3 separate regions of the Mus musculus genome follow, and regions 2 and 3 are each linked to region 1. A link is a contact called in public HiCAR-type and HiChIP or PLAC-seq data. All regions are on one chromosome and are shown on one strand. Each heading gives the region's core, a stretch centred on a gene start, on an enhancer-like site or on the middle of the called end of the contact. The rest is flanking DNA. Distances are from core to core; before and after follow the strand shown.

The links. HiCAR-type assays count read pairs that join an accessible place to other places. HiChIP or PLAC-seq counts read pairs in DNA pulled down with a chosen protein or histone mark.
Region 2: a contact with region 1 is called in an H3K27ac HiChIP or PLAC-seq map of cardiomyocytes, with 4 times the contacts expected there. The contact joins the promoter of Dars here to the promoter of Pfkfb2 in region 1. A contact is called at or near these places in 1 of 39 promoter capture datasets (hippocampal neurons), 1 of 115 datasets of contacts at active chromatin or transcription factors (cardiomyocytes) and 1 of 9 other capture datasets (embryonic stem cells).
Region 3: a HiCAR-type map of astrocytes shows a contact between it and region 1, with 5 times the contacts expected there. The contact joins the promoter of 2900009J06Rik here to the promoter of Pfkfb2 in region 1. A contact is called at or near these places in 2 of 39 promoter capture datasets (hippocampal neurons and liver), 2 of 115 datasets of contacts at active chromatin or transcription factors (astrocytes and stem cell-derived neural progenitor cells) and 2 of 9 other capture datasets (adipose tissue and liver).

The regions. Positions count from the first base shown.
Region 1 is chr1:130,714,404-130,717,103 of GRCm38.p6, reverse strand. Pfkfb2 (6-phosphofructo-2-kinase/fructose-2,6-biphosphatase 2) reads left to right here and starts at 1,283. Exons shown (of 15, transcript NM_008825.4): 1 at 1,283-1,383; 2 at 2,528-2,638. The coding sequence starts at 2,548.
Region 2 is chr1:128,416,159-128,418,858 of GRCm38.p6, reverse strand. Dars (aspartyl-tRNA synthetase) reads left to right here and starts at 1,443. Exons shown (of 16, transcript NM_177445.5): 1 at 1,443-1,707. The coding sequence starts at 1,642.
Region 3 is chr1:127,772,756-127,775,455 of GRCm38.p6, reverse strand. It overlaps 2900009J06Rik (RIKEN cDNA 2900009J06 gene), which reads left to right and starts at 1,402. Exons shown (of 2, transcript NR_045298.1): 1 at 1,402-1,528. Ccnt2 (cyclin T2) reads right to left here and starts at 1,292. Exons shown (of 9, transcript NM_028399.1): 1 at 1,071-1,292; 2 at 274-355. The coding sequence starts at 1,228.

The DNA.
Region 1 (2,700 bases), core at 34-2,533:
TGCGCCGAACTGATTCATTGAGGCCAAGTGGACGGGACGAGCGGGGAGTCCCGTGAGACGAACTTGAAAGCGTCCATCTGCCACCTCAGAAAGACTGTATGAGGTCAGCAGCCGTGCCTGGGGCGATCGCCTCACTCCCGCGGTTGGTGGCAGGGCTCAAGAGGACTCACTCTTGGTCATCAGGATTCCAGTCCGATTCCTCGTATCCCAGTAGGAAGACACTTCATCATGGCAACGCAGTCCTCGCGGTGGCCGAGAGACAGAAGACAGACGGGCAGAGAGGAGACCTGACCAGATAGCTAGCCAGTTTCCAACTCTGTAGCCCGGGAGCCCGAGACTGCCTTGACCATAGTTCTAAAGGTGTGCAGTAAACGCCGAATAATGACAGTTCGTAGCACGCTGGAACTCGCCGCGGGGGTGTGAAACGCATATTTGGATTGTGTGGAAGATGACTTGACTCTCGGGTCAAGAAGGAAGGAGTGAAAACAGTTCTAGGGTCCCTCCCCCACCGTTTAGCCAAAGCAGCAAACAAGTCCCCCTCCCCACTCTGGACTGTCAAGCATTGTCAGGTACCAATGGTGTGCAGGGGGAGTGACTTTGAAAAGTAGTTCTGGGAGATATAAACCCCACTGCAACAGCCTCTACTGTGAATCAGTTACAGCGAATCTGTCCCTCTGTACCCTCACACCAGGAGCGGGTGCACTTCTCCTCCTCCTTGGCTCTTCCAGATGACCACAGATAATGTAGCCTGGGTCCAGGGATGGAGGGGGAAATCAAGGAACATGCTTTGGAGTCACCTGTCTGGTGAATGGGAGGCTCCCGGATCCATAGGCTCCAAGGATGCTGACCAGAAGTTGTAGTTAGTTAGCTCTTGCCTTCTGGTAGCCAGCAAGGCATCTTTACAAGCCGACCTCAACCTCCCAGAACCTAGTCTAGCTGGAGATTCAGGAACGAAGGCGTTAAGCCTCACTTTTCACCAGTCACTCCCACGCAAGATGTCAGCCAAACAGGTCTCGCGAGAATAAGGGAAGGGGGGGGGGGAAGGGAAGGCTTTTAATTCACCCCGCCTCCAGCTCCATTTGTTTCCAGGCAACAATGCCACCAAGCTCCCCTGGGCCGGCTGCTTTGCGAGCTGACAGCCTTAGGCTGTCACAGGTCCTCCCAGACCCCAGGAGCCCGCCCCCTGCCCTGCAGGTGCTTCATTGGTCCAGCGTGCCTCCAGGTGAGGGCTGACGCCAGCGTGGGCGGGGCCAAGCGCCCCACGTGACTCGCCCCAACCCCCGGAGCCCGGACTACTTCAGTCTGTCTGCCAGCTTTGGTACCCGGTGCTCCGGTGGCGACACTGGGTCTACAGCAGGGAGGACGAATAGGACAGGTCATAGGGTGAGCGGTAATTGAGCAGTCTGGACGCGGGGCTGGGGTGCTGCGCGGGCGCGGGGATGGTGCAGAGCGACAGTGCTTCGTGCTTTCGGGAAGTGTAGCTCCGGGTGACGCTCCTGGGCGTGCAGCCCTTCAGGGACACTGAGCCGCAGCTGCGGAGTGAGGACTGGAGAATTGGCTCTGTCAGGCCAGGAGCCGTGCACGGGTTTTCTTTTTTCTTTTCTTTTCTTTTTTTCCTTTTTTTAAATAGAATCTTTTGTCTTGAGCTCCTTGGCATCGGGGTTTGAGTAGTGAGTCCCAGTCCCTCTCACCCTAGTTGATATCAGGACGCAAGGCTTATTTTGCAGGTAACATTCCATAAGTCATTTACTTCCGCTGCGCCCTAGGGTATGGATAGGAAAGGGCAGGGAGGGTGGAGAACGTCAGAGAATGTAACATGCTAGGGCTATCACAGCTCCACTACAGTTCTTCCTTCCTAGAGTGTGCTTTCACCCCGTCCGTCCCTCTCACCAGTTTCCAAATTCATTCTCATTCTCTCCCTTCTCTCCCTGTCCCCCTCTTCCCCTCCCTCTCCTTCCCTCTTCCCCTCTCCTTTTTCTCCTTCCCTCTCTCTCTCCTTCCCTCTCTCCCTCTCCTTCCCTCCCTCCTTCTCCCCCCCCCCGCCCCCCCGCCGAGACTGAGTTTTTCCTTTGGATTGGGGTTGCTTTCTTGATCAAGTGCACTTCATCTCTCCGCATCTCCAGCGCTTCTGATTCCCACCTCTGTTCTGTCTGTATTCTTAAACTTAGAATGTGAGGGCAAGAAACTTGAACAAGGTACTTTGGTTATCTTCATTTGTCAATTCTGTAAAATAAGACGAAGTAATCATGCTAGGAAAATCTGCTTTATTAAGATTACTGGAAGGCTTGCTGGGTTTGAGATGTATGAGTGTGAACCAAGTCAGCAAAGAACTGCAAAGTTGGGGTGCAGCTGTATACGTGAGGAGTCAGGTTTGTGACACCCAAGAACAAGTGTTTGTGAAGTAGGAGCAAGAGGCTGGACCTGGATCTTGGTAGGGGCTTCTTCCCTTTGTCACACTAATTCTCTGCACCATTTTTAGGGATACCTTCCTTCCCTTCCTTCTATTTTATTATCTCTCCTTTCCCAGGTGCCTCCTGAAGAACTACCATGTCTGAGAATAGTACATTTTCCCCAGAAGACTGCAACAGCAGCTATAAACCCCACGCCTCAAATCTGCGAAGGGCAGGGAAGACATGCTGTGAGTTCTGGTAAAGAGTGACTGGCTGCGGATCCCTCGTGGGGTTTTTGTCCCAGAAATGT
Region 2 (2,700 bases), core at 194-2,693, 2.3 Mb after region 1:
GTCGATCAGGGCATACATTAGTACTAAGGCTAAGAGAATAAATACTTCTTTTAGAAATGGAGCCAATTCAGATGCTTTCTGCATTGGAATCCCTTGACTATAATGGAATGTGCTATTGACCATAAGTATTCACTATCATTCCCTAAGGAATGAATACATTCTTCTGTTTTGAGCAAACAGTAGCAGATTAAGATGTGTCTCTTCTCGGCAGTCAGCCTGCGTCAAGTAGAAAGATCAGCTCAGGATCCTGGCCAGAACCATCAGTAATCATTTTATTGCCAATGGTTTATATAACGCTTAGCACAAAGCACATATTTATAACCACTGATGAGTTAATTGAACCATATTTTCCCCCACCTATAACTACATAGTAAACTACACTTCTGGAGCCACCATATCTATCTTACCTGGATTCCAGATCTAAGTAAAATCTTACCTGGATTCCAGATCTAAGTAAAGTTATTCCCAGAGAGCTTTCATTTGAGGGGATAAGGTAGGGTTGGGGAGGAGGGTCCAATTGTATCCTGTTAACAAGTATTGACCATGACATTTTATGTCAAGATAAGACACTACAGACAGCTAAAATGTGACAAAGACGGCTAAAGCTTGTGTCCAGCACCGGAAGTAGTATGTAATCAAGTCTTCAAATTTCATCCCAACAAACTTTTCCTTCTTGGTTGTTGTTTTAAGATAGAGTCTCACTACGCAAACAAGGCTGGCCTCTGCTTCCTGAGTGCTGTTAACTGCAGGCCCGAATTACCAAAGCCCACATTCAATAAAAACGACAGCATTTTTCAAAAGTCTAATTTAGGGAAGATTCACCCATTAGACAACCAACACTATACTATGCATTGCCTTTCACAACACAACAAGTCAAGGAAAACCTGTAGGCTATTGCTTTTAAAACAGTACTCCATCCTGCCTTAGGAGCCTACCTGCCTACCTCTAACACAGCATCCTGCCTTCCCACACAGAGCAGGTTGCCCAGAGACCTCCTCTGACCCAAGAGACAGGCTTCCACAGGGCAGTGAAGGCATCAATTCCAAAAGCGGAGATCCCAGCTGGCAGGACGCGAGACAAGCTGTCTGCCAGGGAGGGTGAAACAATGATACTCACCCCACCCCCAACTCCCTGTCTCTAAATATACAAGTAAGCAAGCTCGTGGTGTTTCACACTCTTAATCCCAGCACTCAGGGAGCAGAGGCAGGAGGATCCTCGTGAGTTCCAGGCCAGACAGCATTACACAGACCCTGTCTTTAAAATAATTAGAATTAAATTTAAAAAGAGGGACTCTGGGAGCAAGGGGAAGACAATTAACTGGAATGAAGTTAGACCAAGAGGGTAGGTATGTCAAGAGGCTCTGCAGGGAAGATTCCTCGGAGCCTATCCTGCGAGACCACACCCACTTCTGGGCCACGCCCCATGACTCCCGTGGGCGGGGCAGAGGGAGGAGCTGGCGGCGGCGCGCGAGAGCTCGCTGTGGCTCTCGCGATATTTCCGAAGCCAAGGTTCCACGCGGAGACTGGGGGCTTAGAACCCGGGCTGGGAGGGCGAGACTGTGCGGGAGGGAGCCGCTTCTTAGCCTGTCCTACGGAAGCCTGCGAGGGAGGGTGGTATCCACTCCCCAAATCCAGTGTCCTGATGCCCAGCACCAACGCCAGCCGTAAGGGTCAGGAGAAGCCGCGGGAGATCGTGGACGCGGCGGAAGTGGGTTTCCTCCTTTCCCCCCGGGTCGGGGAGTGCGCTGAGGGAGGGAGTGGGGCGATCCGGGCGCCGCTTCCGTAGCTCCCGTCAGCGCTTTACTCGCAGGCCGCGGCGTGGGGTGTCGCGTCGCAGGCCAGTGCTCCCGAGGACCCCAGGGGCCGTGCCTGGGCTCGCGGCCTCAACTACTCGGGACTGTTAACTCTTGGGACCGTGGCCTGGAAGAACCGTGTTCCTGGGGGTGGGGGGACAGGCAAACGTGGGCGCTCGCGGAACCGGAAGTAGCTGCGGCGAGGTTCACTCGAGCCTTCCTAGGTTAGCACGTCCTGCACGGAACACACCAGCCCAGTCCCCGGACATTTCTGATAAAGCACCACTAATCGATACCCTCAGCCCTCATAATGTTCTGGCCAGTAAAGACAGCCCTTTGCAGCACGAGCTGCCAGTGTATTTAATGACTTTTCCTTGTGACAGCTGCCAACACGTGTTATCTTGGTTTCCTTTCTCAGTGACTCTGTGAGGTAGGGTAGTGCAATTCCCAGAGATAACCCTCAGTGATCCATAGCACTTTGCAGAAGTCAAGGTTTGAAATCCTCTAAGTTAGGTGTTTGTAGTAATACTTAAGTCTTAATCTTTTCCTGGCTCCTAATTTTTTGGTGGAGGAATTCAGCATTTGCTAACTACATCATAACTCAGAATAATAAGTTACTATTTAGTTCTGCTGAAATGTGAGTACTAAATAGAAACAATAACACTTTTTTTTCTTATTTTCACCCCCCTTTGGTTCAAATGCACCACCTATTTATGGCACATACCATTATGTGACAGTTCTCTCATATTGAAGAAACAATTTCAACAAGAGAATGTAGAAGAACAGAAACTGTTTCAGACATCTTTCAAAACTACCTTGTTAAAAAAAAATTTAAGGAAATTATTTTTGTGTGTTAGTGTGTCTAATTGTATAAATTATCAACACACCATTGTAAGTAGTATAGGTAT
Region 3 (2,700 bases), core at 153-2,652, 2.9 Mb after region 1:
CTTACAAGTGAGACCCTGTCTCAAAACAAAACAACACCCCCCTCCCCAACAAATCCAACAACAAAAGGCTAACACTGTGCTTTACAGCTTAATTAATAAAATTCTCTCTCACACACACTCCTCTGCACGAGGCAAAACGTTTATTGCATAACTCACATTTATAGTAAACGTAGAACGCTCAATTTATAAGTAAAAACAACGATCAACTAACTTGTTTTCGCATTATCTACTCATTTTAACATTCGGCGTCTAAAACAATAAAACAGTACTTACATTTCTGTTGAATTTGGTGAAGGAATGGTGCATATAAAACCTGTGCATATAAACAATCGCAGTGTTTATTGTAAGCTGAGAGCTGGGATGCAACGTTTAGAAAATAATCTAAGCAAAATGTTTCCAAAAACTAAATCAATTTGAATGGAAAAATCCCCTTTCCATTTACTCAAATCCAATCCTCAACCTGAAAGTATGCAGAAAGTCTGCGGGGAGAAGAGAAATCAGTCTGGATGCCAAATTATTCTAATACGCTACGTAGGGAGAGCCCAGGAATTATTTGCAATTAGGTTACAGCTTAGTACAGTAGAAATAAAGTAGTCGAAAGGCGCGCGCCACACACCCAAAGAACATGAAACATCTACGTGCGTTCCCCCGGCGCAACAGAGCCGCCCTGGAGCCGGCACGGAAGCCTCGGAAAACACTTTCCGTGGAACATCTGCGACCTCTCTACGTCTCAAGGCCTTTTCTGACTTCCGAAAGTGGAAGGGGCCGCCCCTTGGCTTTGCTCATCCCGGATTCCTCCTCTCTCGCCAGGGAAGCACTGCTATTCCCTCCCGCATCACGCGCTCCCAAACACAGGTTATACAACGCGGGCTCCCGGCCCGCCTTCCCCGGCACATCTCCTCTTTCTCCGGCTCGCCACGGCAGCTCGGGCCCTAGCTTTCTCTGTGTCTTTCCCGAGATCAAAAGACGGCAAAGGGAGCGGCGCCATGTTCCCGGGACACTAGGCCCGGTCACCCGGCGAGCGCGACCAGGGCGTGTGGGACGCAGGGCCGCAACTAGAAAAAGGATACACATTGAGACGTTGCCCCATGTCCTGGATGAGGTTGGCCGCCTGCTGGCGATGCGACAGCTCTTCATCCGCTTCCACTCCGCAGCGGCGGCTCGGCGTGTTCTCCAGCTGTTCCCGAGTAAAGAACCAGCGAGAAGAAGCTCCACGGCCCGACGCCATGACACTTCCTCCTCCGCCCGCGCCCTGAGCCCGCCCCCTCCCCGCCTGCCTCCGGGACTCCGCGCCAATGTGTCGAGGCCCCGCCCCAATGTGCTCTCCGTAGGGTGGGCCACGCCTTTTCCGGGCCTGCTGCTACCCACGCGCACGCGCAGGGACCCGCCCTGCCGGCTCGCGCTGGTCTTTTGCTTTCTCTTTCCGGCCTCCCTCCCCTTTCTCTCTCTCGGACCCGCGGGACCACAATGCTCTGCGCCTCTTGTCATTGGGAGACGCCGTAAAGTGGGGGTCACTCGGAAAGAAAAGGTCGACGCGGTGCATGCTGGATCTGGGAGGGGCTAAGGGGAAGGGGCGGGGCGAACAGGGAAGAGGTCCTGAGGCTGCCTAATAGGGCTTGGACGTTAGCTTTCAACTAAACGGTTTATTTTGTGGTCTGTGAGTTTGCGGGTGCGTTAAAGTCAGAAAAGGCTTTTCTAGTCTCGGCTTCGTGCTGTAGCTTCCATTTTCTTACATGTTGGTGGGTGTATTTTCTTAGCTTTGTTGACTCCTGTGTCCACGAATGGCTACCCTCCGGAGGAGTTAGCTAGGAAAGAACGCTAATTCTAGCAGTGAACTAACAGTGTCTTCTGGGTTTTTTGGTTTTGTTTTTTAAATCGCTAGTAGATGTTGGGGAGCATGCGCCTTTAAAACGTTACTTTAAACCTAAAGCCACTCAAGGGGTATGGGTTGTTTTAAAACGATGTGCCATGTGTCCCAGACTGGCTTTGTGTTCACTCTTGTAGCCAAGAATGACCTTGGATTTACTGTCCTCTTGCTTCCCCCTCGGAAGTGCTGGGATTACAAGGCCAGTGGCATCACTCTGCAGATATCTTTCTTATTAAGTTACCTGTCAAACAATATGAAGTTAATAATTGGAGGTCATGACTCTCTAGGCCTTCCATCCAGATGGGGTGTATGGTTTTGAAGGTCTGTGTGGTTTCTGCGGGTTGAGATTGGGGGATGGTTGGGGAGAAGCAGAACGCTGTAACTCAGGTTGTCCAGAAACAAAGTGCAGGGATTATAGGCTGGTGTGCCGCATCTTGGTTGAAGTGCTGGAGCAGAGGGCCTTAGGCATACTAGGCCAACAGTCTAACAAATGAGTGCAAGAGAAGCTAAGAAAAAAATTGTTTAGGATTTTATAAAGTAAGGTCTCTTATAACTGATGATTTATTTCCATCTTTTTGTAAGGAAGCACCACTCATTTGTTTACATGTTATCTGCCTCTGAGTTAATGCCTATTGTATATGACCAAATTACACTTTAGTTTTTAAGTATTTTCTGAAGACTGCAGTCAGTTATCGAAAACTGGCTTTTAAAAAGCCAACGAGGGCTGTTGAAATGGCCGACCAGCTAAAGGCAACGCTGCCAAGCCGGACAACTTGAGTTCACTCCCCACCTATATGGTAGAGGGAAAGACCCAAATGCTACAAATTGTCCTC